2 separate regions of the Anas platyrhynchos genome follow, and region 2 is linked to region 1. Evidence: chromatin contacts called from public Hi-C data. All regions are on one chromosome and are shown on one strand. Each heading gives the region's core, a stretch centred on a gene start, on an enhancer-like site or on the middle of the called end of the contact. The rest is flanking DNA. Distances are from core to core; before and after follow the strand shown. Region 1 overlaps LOC106019236 (a long non-coding RNA gene). Region 2 overlaps WDFY1 (WD repeat and FYVE domain containing 1).

Region 1 (5,793 bases), core at 151-2,650:
CCTTTCTCTGAACCTTCTTGCCTTGCACTTATTTTTCCAGTGAGTTTATGCAAGAATCCCACTTAAAAAATGTGTTTGAATTCTAGTTATATTCACATCTGGAGCTGGCCAAGAACGTTCAGCTTTGGGCCCACCTTTCCTTGTTTTCTTGTGAATCAATAAGGTGCACTGCATTTCTCACCACATATTTGCAGAAACAGTTATTACCAGTTCTCCAAATTAAATCAGAGCAAGTCAGCATTTTTTGGTTTGCTTCAAAATATGCTTAACAAAATAGCTCCTTAATGCGAACAACGATTTTTGGTTTTGTTTCTCAAGATGAAATGATGGAAAAGGGGCCATTGTTTGGGATCCACAATGGGACCTGCAATGGCAGAACCACGCATTGCTAGAGAATTGTGTTTGATGAGCTGTGCATCTAAACATGACCATCTCCAAACACATTCAAATACCACGTGAGATATTTGAATGTTGGCAGAGTACTCTTCTTTTTTTCCCCGTACGTTTCTTTTTTGCTCACAGTTTCTCTTTGCTCTTTCAAGAGTTGGGGTTTTTTTAGAAAGCTGTTAATGAGTTCCCATTACAGTTTGTTACTGAGCACCTCAGAGCTATGGGAAAGTACGCAGGAACACTCTGCTCTTTCACTTCAAGTGGGTAATTAACTGCCTAAACTACTTTTGGACTTCTTTCAAATTACAGAACTGTTTAAGATATGATAGATGACCAGGTATTTTCAGAGAAAGTTTTAACAATAACATAATGTACATCTTCTGGTAGCAATGAAATTCTTATTTTCTGGCTGCCTTCATTCCAGAGCAGGGCTGTGGTTTTGCTATCTAAGGAAGGATATCACGGTAGGCATGCTGTGTACCATCAGCCCTCCATGAAGATGCTATGTTCAACTCAGTATAATTTCTAAGAACCCCTTCTTAGGGAATGCTGTCAAAGTCTTTTGCAGAGCTGTCTCACATCCCATAGGGAAGGAAATTCACGATGCGTTTCCTCTTGCCAAGCAAGTTCTTCAGCCTGGGAAATCTTGGCAAAAATTCGTGATAGCCTGAGCTGATCACCCACTTTGGGTGATTTGGCGAGGTAGAATAGGTTGGGCACTATCCTCTTGAAGGCTAAGCTTTAGTTGGCAAAGAGGTAATAATTAAGGTGATCTTTTCCTGTCCAGAAGCCAAAGCACTATTTAAAAGTGGTCTCTATAAAGCACTTAAAAGCTTATAAACACAGCAAATAGTTAAAAATAATAATTGTTATTTTTTTCTCTAAATGCCTTGAACTGTACATTCTAATCTAAAAAGATTAAGAAATATCTCCTTATAACCCTTCCCACAAATGCCCTTTATACACTACTGAAAAAACTGTCTACTGCTTTGGCATAACACCCTCACAATTTGCTGTCTATTGGCTCGTCTCCATTACGACATCCTTAACTATAATCTGCAGCTGATCTTTTAGGCTTCCCAGTAGGATCAAAGACTATTTTCTAACTATCAAAATAGTTTCCCAAGAATTTCCTTCCCTTCCTGTGGATTCAGTGCCACCACAGAGTGATTAATGAATTCATTTACTTACCATTCTGCCATTCTGGTGTTTGGTTTTGTTTGGTTGGTCTTGTTTGGTTTTGTTCTTCTGTTTTGTTGTGTTTTGTTTGTTTTGTTTTCCTCAAGGTTATCTACATGTACGCAGCTTATCTTACAGATGCAAGTAGTGTGGACCTGTGCTTTGCTTACATGTGTCTGTACCTGGGATGAGAAGCAAATGCGTTAGTCCTCAGGAGCTCATAGGTCTGGACTAAAGGCTGACCTGTAAGTTAGAAACATGCAGTCATGGGGAAAATGCATGTTTACGATGGAGAGAAGGGAGAAATATGCCATTCCTGGTGAATAGCTCATTTCTATTTTCTGTGTTTACCTAACTGCTGTGAAAAAACAAAACAAAACAAAACAAAAAATAGGCAAGTCTATGAGTCTATGATCTGTTCCTCTATTGAGAGAGATGCACAGAATAAAGACGGGCGTCAGGCTGTGAAGAAAAATCACAGTGAGTTGGATCAATCCAAAAGCACTTACCCACTCCAAAGAGCAGAAATGAGAACAAAAGGGATAAACAAAGAAACCTAAATCCCACACCAGCAGCCCAATATTAGAAGGATGATTAAGATTATGGGCCTAAGGGAATGTGTACATTGCAATACTGAACATGGAGTACCTAACTTTTAGGCTACCTAGAAAAGTTGGCAGGCCTGACTGAGCTGTGCAGGCTGTTTGTAAGGTACTGCATTGGTGAACTGAAGGCGTGGGGATGAAGACGTGTACAGGTAACTGTCTCCGGAAGCCATTAGGAAATTCATGTAAGCAAGTTAACAACTGCAGAGGCAATAAGGTACTTGATGCTGAACTTTGCGTGTCTACACTGATGGTAGAAGGCGAAAGGAAGCATAGCTCTACTATATGGGGAAAAAATGCTAGCTAAATAATCTATGCCATGAGCTTGGATCTCTCTGGCTACATCCTTTCTGTTGTACTAGTGGTCTGCATTGAATGGGTAGGTGCTGGAGCCATCTCAAGGTTACCTGGTTCTTCGTGTGAGATTTACTAACTGGCAATACTTCTGAAGTCCTGGACAAAAACAGGAGCTAGCAAAGCATGCCTGTGATGTGTCCATAGTAGTCCTTCTGCTTCTGAGGTGGGTGCTGAGAGCCTCTCTAGGTGCTTTTCTTACTGGGACAACAGCCTTTGGAGCACTGCCCCAGCATAACCTGGCAGAGACACGGTGAAGTGTCCCAGCCCCTCTGATGGACTTGTTTTGTTTTGTTACAACATACGTCCTCTGCCCTCCAAAGGCTGCTCACTGAACTGCTGAATTGCACAGAGATGAAGTCTACTCAACAGAAAGGTGTTCTTAATGCAATTGTTCTCGATTCTTAATAACGATAATTAAATCCTTACTTGATGTTTGTTGCAGCATCTACTGAAACCAGAGAGACAAATTTCTTTAACTGCAGCACGTCTCAGATTAAGGCTTTTAGCAACACAGAAATTATCCCTTTTCAGGCCAACATAATAGAGTTCTCACAGGTCCAAAAAATACTGCCAGTTCCATTCCTGTGCTGGGCTCTGTTTCCCACCTCCAGCCTGAAACACATTCAAGCTCGATGCCGTTGCAGTGCTGTCCATGCACGAAGCTCCTGTTCATACAGGCAGAGGAACTAACCTGTCATTTAATCAGGTGGCTTCTCGTTGTGTTGGTAGGCGACAGCCCTGCCTCGTGCTGGAACAAGGGCTGCATGGTGTGGCTGTCGGGCAGGCTGCTCTTCTCTGGTCTGAGTAAAGATCAGTGTGTGATGGATGACATGGTGGTGCCCATGCTGTCTGTATGCCGTGTGGCATGCAACCAACCATTTGCAGCGCTGTCCTTTGATATGGATGAAGTTCTGTGAAAATATTTTTGACTTCTTTCGTATCTCGAAAATCTAGTGCAATGAAACGATGCTGCTTTGGTGGAAAGTGAACTTGGATTTGAGTTTTGACTCTCGGTTGTGCTCTTTGTGGTTAACTTAGCCCTCAAATTAATATGAGTCCGCATGGTGTTTTTTTCAATATTCTACCCTAAATTTGCACAAAAGTTTGCTCTTAATGAATCTGAGCAAATTCCAGTGCCAGTTGCTACTCATCAACCTTTCAGATCCTTTATGCAAATGTGCACATGCCATACCCTGCTCAACTCTATTTATGACTGAATGCTGCTGCTTTGTGCTGAAATGCTTGGTTATGGCAACCGGTGCAATCAGCTAATTCATTAATTAGCCGAAGACTTTTTAACTCTGGTGTTGCACTTCAACCTTACTGTTCAGAAGGGGAAATCTGAAGTTGTTTAGATTTCTAATGAGGCTGGAGTAAAGCTGTTCTGGTAATCAACCCACAAGGTTTTTTCTAACATTTACTATAGCATTGCATAATGAATTGAGGCATATTTTTCTCAAAAGAGATGAGAAAACTGATAAAATTTTATAAGCTCCCAGTCTGTATTTCTCTTTCTTACAATTGCTTTTAGAATGAAGATATTTTAATGAGTGCTAATTATACCTTTAAAATGTCAAGTATTTGTGTCTCTTCTATGAGAAATGCTATAATCTATGCAAACTCACCAGTATCTCTGTGGATCCCAACAACATGTTGGTGGGCAGCTGTGACCCACACTGAAAACATGCTTGCTAATCTATCTAAATTAAGGATATTAACTAAATAAAAGAGGATGCAACGTGCCCAGCACACTCTCTCTTCCCTTTTGATTGAGCAGGCATGAGTATGTTCCCTCTGTCAGGTCACGTAGCCTGCACAGGGGCAGCACAGGAACTGAGAGGACATTCCCTGAAAGCCCTGCAGTGTGTTGTGATGGTGAGGTCTCTATGGTGGGAAAGGGAACGAGTACAGAATAGGGTCATGGCTTGAATGGAGAGACTGGTTTTGCTCTTTCCATTGTTCTGGATGAAATTCTGCAGACAAATTTCTCGTTCCTTGCACCACCTCTAAAACCTGGTGCAAAATACCATGCGGGTACCATCAGAATGGTGGGGTGCGCCTACAAATCTTGAGTGTCTCAGGTAAGCCCAGAGATTTGGTATCTGTAACCTAAATGCTGTTAGGTCTTGAATCTGAGACTATTTTCTTGTAGTCCTCTGCTCTTCAGTCCCTTACCTAAGCTTTACTGTTAAGAATTAAAGATTTTTTGTCCAGACCCGACAAGTGAAATGAGTCATGAAATAACGCTAGATAGGTAATTTAACACGGGGCTGTAAGATGTTTCAACTATTTTGGTAGCCCATGATTTACAGCCCTGTTTGTGAGACAAATATCCTCTTTGGTTCCTGATTTTCTTGTTTCTTATAAAACCGCCCTGTTCTTACTGTATTTGCAAATACGGTATCCCTTATTTGTGTAGGTGGAAACACACGTGCAATGAGACTACTCAAAGAAGTTATTACCATCACAAGCCTGAAATACTATTGGAATTGAGCAGATGGACCCAGATGACTGTGAGCTCTATGTTTTAAACCACAGGGATGTGCAAGGTGTCAGAAGCAAAGAGCTGGGTCAGAAAGGTAACTCCATCATTCAGTGACTGCTGACGGGCCACAGGGCACAGTGAGGGGCAGGGAGGGACAAGTTAATGGCAGTAGCTGTGTCTCTTGGAAGTGTTCATGCTCTCGATTATTGCAGTGATACACAGGCTTGATTTCTTGAAAGTATGAAGCATGAAAAGTGATGACTTGATCTGTTAGACACGCCTGTGTAATGGTTACCTATACTTTATGGCCAGCCCTGTCCTCCCACCTCAGACAGAGAAAACAGCAGGTCACTGCTCGGCTTGGGGCGGTGTGGGGAACCGGTGTGTGGCCATTTGCTGGACAAAGGTGGCAGCCAGGCTGTCCTGCCCTCCGAAACCTGCTGCTGCATTGCACTTAGCCTTCTTTATGGCTCTGCTGCACTTCATGCTGCTGCCAACAGCACACAGCGTCTTGTGTCATTGGCACTGAACAGAGCATCTGCGACAAGAGAAACATCATTAAAGAACAGCGTTTTGAAACTCTGCTGTTACAGACAGTTCAGCTGCTGTCTGGAAAGGTGCAAAGGGGCCCTGCTCTGCAGGATGAAAAACAAGCACAAGGGCTGCCTAGAGAGAAGAAACTTCGTCCTGTGCTGACGCTGCTGGCTGCATCACTTCCCTCGGCCTGACTCAGCACTGCCACGCTCCCCACAACACCTCCCAGCGGGCAGCAGCCGC
Region 2 (6,186 bases), core at 3,505-6,004, 100 kb after region 1:
TAAGGGAGAGTCCAGAAGTAAATTCTGGAAGTTATCATCTTTTCTGTTTCCCTAGGATTACAATTTAAATAATTAAGAAATCATCCATATTTTCCATCCTGTCCACATCTTCATTAAGCGTCCCTTCTCCCAGCCACGTATTTTTCTTGCCATAAATAGCCTATGCCAAATGGAAATAGTTAAAGCTTTCACACATTTCAACACGCTTGGGATACTTTAAGTAGCATCCTTTTAAGGGATGGAAAGTGTCAAGTACTTTTTAGTACATAGGCTTGAATTAGAACGTGTATTTCATGCAACTACTCATCTGATGGGGGAATCTCCCTACAACCTGACACAAGAAAGCTGGAACAAAGGAGTGTTTCTCCTCATTTCACTTACAATCACTGTTGACAGTACTAAAACACTAGTATTGTCAGTTGTACCATCTCACCAGGAGCACTTATTAATGCCAGATGACCAATTCATAGACCTTCAGCCTTGATTTCACACCCTTCCTTCCACCATGCTAGTGGGGAAAAAAATGTAAATGGTGATAGCAAAGTCCAGCACAGGAGGCAGGGATGATGGAGGAAAACAGAGGAAATAAAATGACTCTCCAGCAAGTGAGATGTTCCATATTGCTTCTGTTACTTACAATAGCTGTTTCCCCTTAATAGCGTTTTTGAGAAGACACCGATTTGACTTTCCGTCTCTCCCTAACAGAAGCTATTCTTCCTTTTTTTTTTTTTTCGAGGTATTAAACGGGAAATAAAACCCACCACAACAATGCCAGCACTATTCCTAATGTACAGTTAGAGTTGTCCAAAATCAATAGTACATCTGCCAGTGGAGTTATTGTTCCTTCTACCCAAAAAATCTATTTTATAATCTTATGTGCCTTAGTGCATATTTGAAGATACCCCTAACATGACTCATTAGATAGTCCTTCAAAGGCAGTACACTCAGTTATGTTTTTCCAAGTTCTGAGACACCACAGCTGCACTAAGTTAACTGAATTATTTTAATCGCATTAAAACATCTACTAATTCTTGCATGCAGATCCAGAAGAGATAGAAATGGCCACATCTTGTTTTCCCAATTGTACTATAAGCCAATGGCTCACAGGCACGAAGATTCCTGAAGTCACTAATTCTGGAAGTTTTAAAGAGCTAGATCTTCATGCTAAAAACAATAGGAGCATCACATACAGCATTCAGCGTGTTCAAGGTGACACTTCAATATAGGTCAAAACAGTTCTCCATCTAAATAGCTGCATTGAAGGCAAAGCATTTAAGGGAAGGTTGAATTTTAAATACAGCTTTACGAGGGCAACCAACATTAACCCTTATAATTATGTTTTAACCACTGTGCTAACACAAATCTTTTTAGCCCCTGTGGTGGATACAAATCGATGCAGAGAGAACATGCATGGCAGGCTCAGTTGGTGTGTCTTGGGGTCTTTAAAAAAAAAAAAAAAAAAAGCTGTCTGAGGACTGAATCTCTACATTCTGAAGTGCATCTTGAAAACAGCATCACTTCTTTATATGCTTTGACATGAGTTGAGAACTTATTTCAACACTTTTGAAGCACTGCCCATTAATCTCTTTACTGCTAAGGCTTGCCTGCATCAGGGTGTTCCAGCAGCAAAGGCTGTGGCCATTCCAGACTGAACATGTTGTCTCACTGAGATAAGCAGCGAAGTAGTGCCGAGCCCGTCCTGCACCTCTTGTGTCCCCCAGATCTACCTACTACAATGGGCAGCTAACAGAACAGAGCAGATTTTAAAGGTATTATTCAGCCTTAAAGTCTCAGGCAACACGAGGAAAAACAGCCTGTGGAACAGACCAAGTAAAGCCATGTCAGCCTCCAAAGAGGAAAATAAAAATCTATCTTTGACCTAGAACATGATCTTACCTCTTCCCTGCTGATATCCATGTTCCAAACAGCAATTCCTCCATCAGCTGAACAAGATACTAGCTGCCGTGTCAGCTGGATGTAGCAGATAGCCTGCACCTTGTCACTGCAAACAAAGGATATGCTATTTACCCACACTCATTTAAACAAAGCTTAGTTTCCCAGAAAACCCTGATTTTTCCTTGTAAAGCTATCTAGAATGCTAAAACTGATTTCCAGACATTTTGGTAAGTCTACATAAAGCTACGAAGACGAGTGAAGAGATGCTGCCATGTAAGCCCTACCCTCGCACCAGAAGGTTGACTAGAACTTGTCATGCTCTAAGGCTTGACCAGAATACCAGAGGTACAGCTCCGTGTTAACACTTGCTGGTGAAAAGCACTGGCAGTGAGCTGAGTGTAATCTGGCTCAGAGTGTGAATGCAAATACTCTTCTCTGTTGGCAAGGAGAGCCACTTATCAGAGCAGAGACAACTGGAAAAATAAAAAGAAATATTTATCTCAAGATACATATAGAAAGCAGATGGAGTTTCCAGTCTTGCTAATAAATCATAGTAAGTCTGTAGCTGCAAATGAAAGCATGCTTTCACCAGTAAGTTTAATTCTAAACAAAGAGTCATGGCAAAGTGAAAGTCAACTCTAAGAAACTAAACAAAGGATCTCAACATTAAACTGCTTTGCAACATCTAAATTGAATTAGAAAAGCCATTCTGCTTCTCAGAAGAACTTACTTTCCCATTCAGTATGAAGTCTGATGCTAAATGTGATGTTTGAAGAGAAACTAACAGTGTTTTAAGTCTTCAGCAGGACACATGATAGAGCAGTAACAGCAGTATAAAGTCCTCCAGTTGCTGACGTTAGTTACTCTTTTGTAACCGATACTCTATTTTTAGTTCTTTAGCCATAAAACTAAATCCTCAAGATTTAACAAGAGTTCTAGAACTATGGCTATGAGTCTTGATCAAAGGTGGATGGAGGCATCTACAAATTAGACAAGAGGAGAATGTACTATACAAAAACATCTTTGAACATAAACAAGATCTCTACCACCACTGCATTTCTAAGGAGAATACAGCTTCGGTGGTGAACTGCCTGGCAGACTGAATTCAGGCCCTAGATTTACGAGAGGCAGCTAGGTAGCGTCTCTCTAAAAATACAAAATTGATTAAATACAGACAACTAACTACATAATCTACAGAACAGCAGAGATGTGACATGCTTTTCTGAAGTCCAGTGACCCATCTCAGTAATTTAGCCAATCAGTTTATCACCTCACAGGTCCTCACAAGCAACTCAGTGAAGTGTTTACATAATGCAGAAGCATGCAACTTTTATGTAAAAGCTCAAGTAAGACGATTTAGGTCTTTCACCCACCTCTTTCTATAATCTACTTTTATGTTATATTCTCATTATCCAACTAACACAACCAAAAAAGCTTTATCAGTAATGCTTTCCAATTACTAGTTACCCTTCTTCCCCCTCAGAAGTCTTCAGTTCTGAAAAAAGCTTTCTTCTTCATTATTCACAAAGATTCACATATCTCGCCATGCTATTTGGTCTTCCTAGGACTCTGTGTTCATTACAGAATATGCAGGAAAGACAAGACACCATTACATACTGATGGCCCTGGAGCAGCAACGTTCGCCCCTTCCTTCCACCAATATCCCACATGATGATGCTGTGATCAGAGGCACCCGAGAAGAGCAGTCGTTGAACAGGATCCCACCACAGGGAAGTAATGCTTCCTAGGAAAGAACATTCTACGGTTAGGTTGAGTTAGGTTGAAGGGGGTCACTCCCCAGGCTACTGAAGTGAAACCTGACATACTTCCTTACCACAGTAACAAACGCTAACCCTGCTACAGAGGCAAAAAGCACTGAGAACAGAACAAAAACACCCCCATGAAGAAAGAAATCAAGCATAATTCAGAAAGTTTGATTTAGGAGTTTTCTGTCCCTTGTATTTCTGCGCTTGGTTTTAAGAGCTGGCAGGCTGCTGTGTGACCTTCGGAAGGTAAAAAGCATTAAGGCTTGCCGAGCAGAGACTAGCATACACAATACAGTAAGTTGCTTGGTCAGTGCTTACTGGACAGAGCACAGTATTCCCAGGTAAACCAAGCCCCTTACACAACTATTTTTAACATTAAAATAGTTGGAAAAAGAAGCAGACTCCCTTTCACTGGGAGTCTGTTAGCAAATTTGGATACTACATACTAAATTACGAGATGAGATTTCAGAAGGCCTGGCCGTGCCACTCAATAGTCAAAGAATTTAGCCATCTCACAGTAGGAGTTTTAAACTAAACCCCATATGCATGGTAACATAGACAGGAGACAGAAGTAACTCTCTCACTCATGCCATCTATAGTTCTGTGGTTGCAGCAACATTTTTTCCCCTTACAGATATCCATTGCACAATTGTCATCAAGAGCCTTGTTAGTCTGAAAGCAAGATGAGTGGTAATTACAGCCCAAATCAGTCCCTTCCAGCTCTCTCTAGCAAGAGTCGACTTGCCTCCTTTAGGACTATATTGTTTTCATACTGACCCATTTGGGAACAGTTGTCTCAGAGAACAGTGGCCATCTGCTCCATAAAAAGCAGTTTAAATATTATTTCAGCATTACACAGAGCAGGCTATTAAGTGTGGAGAATTCTGGAAGATGATACTGAGCGACAAGCTCTAAAGCCATTTAAACTGCAGAGTAAACAGTGCTTGCTTATGAAGCCACAGCTAAGGCTAGAACTAGAAAGGAAAACAAGCTGAAGTCAGGTTTTTAGTCTAGCACACGCAGCCACACTCAGAACTAGCTACTGATTAGGTTTAGAGTTACCAGGCCTTGGGAATATCAGGCAGATACTTGGAGGGAAGAAGGCTACACAATCTGTTTTGCTTCAAGGAAAAAAAGCCAAAGCTGTCTGCTCTGCAGACAGTGCTGCTGAAGTAGGCGCTTGGAAGCTCGCTGCGACTCAGCAGATAAAATACATACTGTATGTAATGCCATGTCCAGACGTGCTGCTTTCAGACTAACAATACCATCTATCAAGGCTTTGCATTTTAATACAGACTGTTGCAAAACGTAGAGGTAAAGCAGGGCCAGGATAATTATTTTGCACTTAACTGAAGCAATCTGGAATTCTGCTTGAAAGCAGATGATGCATTTATCATTGGAAAATTTCAGTTTGCCTTTCCTATTCACAGTGAGCTTTGTCATTTTAGTCATCTGCAAAGCAGGAACCTACCCAGCTTACGAAGTCTGCTCTATGCTTACAGCTGTTGGAAAAGGCAGCCTTTTCCAATGGGCCAGTCTCATGACCCAGTAACTCAGCCCTACCCAGATGCAAACTAGTTAGCTGAATTGAAAGTTGCTAGGATGGCGTGAGAAGAGTTAAGTCTTATTTCTCTCAGCATATTATTAAATTATACATTCTTCTGTAATTTGCGTTCTTCCTTAGTCATTACTGAAGACAGTAGCTCTAACACGTTACAGACTACTTGGATCTTCATCTGGCATAAGGGCTTCAGCTATGATACGCAGCATGAGACATTTGTTTTCAAATAGACATTTGATTCTAGTAGGCTCTCTAGATTTCTTGCGTATAGCTTAGCTTCTGCTAACACAGGAAAACATGAACTAGGGTCTCATGATAGACTGATCACGACACTAAAGTCCTCATTGGGAGGAATTAAGCTGCTTTTTAGAATCTAGATTTGGTCTTGCCCAAGCTATTTTAATACTAGAAGATCTCCAGGGGAGTGGGGAGGGAGGAAGGGAAGAGAAAGCAACACGTTCTCGCCCTTTCTTTTCAGTGTTAAGGAAACTAAAGTTTTTAAAGGTGGCCATCTAGTGGATGACTCGTGCCTAACTGAATGCCTGTGTCTACCTTTATTTCTCATCTACAATAAAAATACTTGTCAGTGTATATAGGACCGAGATTTCCACACAGGAGGGTTGCATCTGTTCTTTAAGGAACAGTCAGTATTTGTAGCTTTGAAAAGCTTTTGTAACTAGTATGTCGCACTAGTTGCTTATTCAGTATCTAGCCTTAAGATGTGGATGTCCCATTCTGATATACATGGAGGTATTACAACCTGGGTCAAGTGGAATTAAGAGAGTTACTTTACCTTCGTGGCCTTTGAGTGTTGTGATAATTGAGCACGTGTTCTGCTCAAGCTTCAGGAGAGTGATCTGTCCAGAATAATCACCAACAAATGCATAACGAGTTTCATAGTCATATCTGATCATCAGTCAAGAGAACTTTCGTTTGTTCTTAAAAATGTTTTAAGGGATTGAA

The links. A called contact is a pair of places that touch in the nucleus more often than the background predicts.
Region 2: a contact with region 1 is called in a Hi-C map of F1 follicle, with 3 times the contacts expected there. The contact joins two enhancer-like sites. A contact is called at or near these places in 3 of 8 Hi-C or Micro-C datasets (F1 follicle, F5 follicle and subcutaneous adipose tissue).

The regions. Positions count from the first base shown.
Region 1 is chr9:21,566,786-21,572,578 of IASCAAS_PekinDuck_T2T, forward strand. The region is part of intron 5 of LOC106019236 (a long non-coding RNA gene); the gene reads left to right. Among named protein-coding and RNA genes, the nearest start is that of SCG2, 28 kb to the right of the region's middle. Within about 2 kb of position 1,401, at least 2 of the 8 cell types and tissues checked have an H3K27ac peak or open chromatin away from gene starts, as enhancers often do. A contact at or near this core is called in F1 follicle and F5 follicle, where this site is marked.
Region 2 is chr9:21,663,402-21,669,587 of IASCAAS_PekinDuck_T2T, forward strand. WDFY1 (WD repeat and FYVE domain containing 1) reads right to left here. Exons shown (of 12, transcript XM_027463972.3): 6 at 6,017-6,129; 7 at 3,514-3,640; 8 at 1,897-2,002. Among named protein-coding and RNA genes, the nearest start is that of AP1S3, 15 kb to the left of the region's middle. Within about 2 kb of position 4,755, at least 4 of the 8 cell types and tissues checked have an H3K27ac peak or open chromatin away from gene starts, as enhancers often do. A contact at or near this core is called in F1 follicle and F5 follicle, where this site is marked.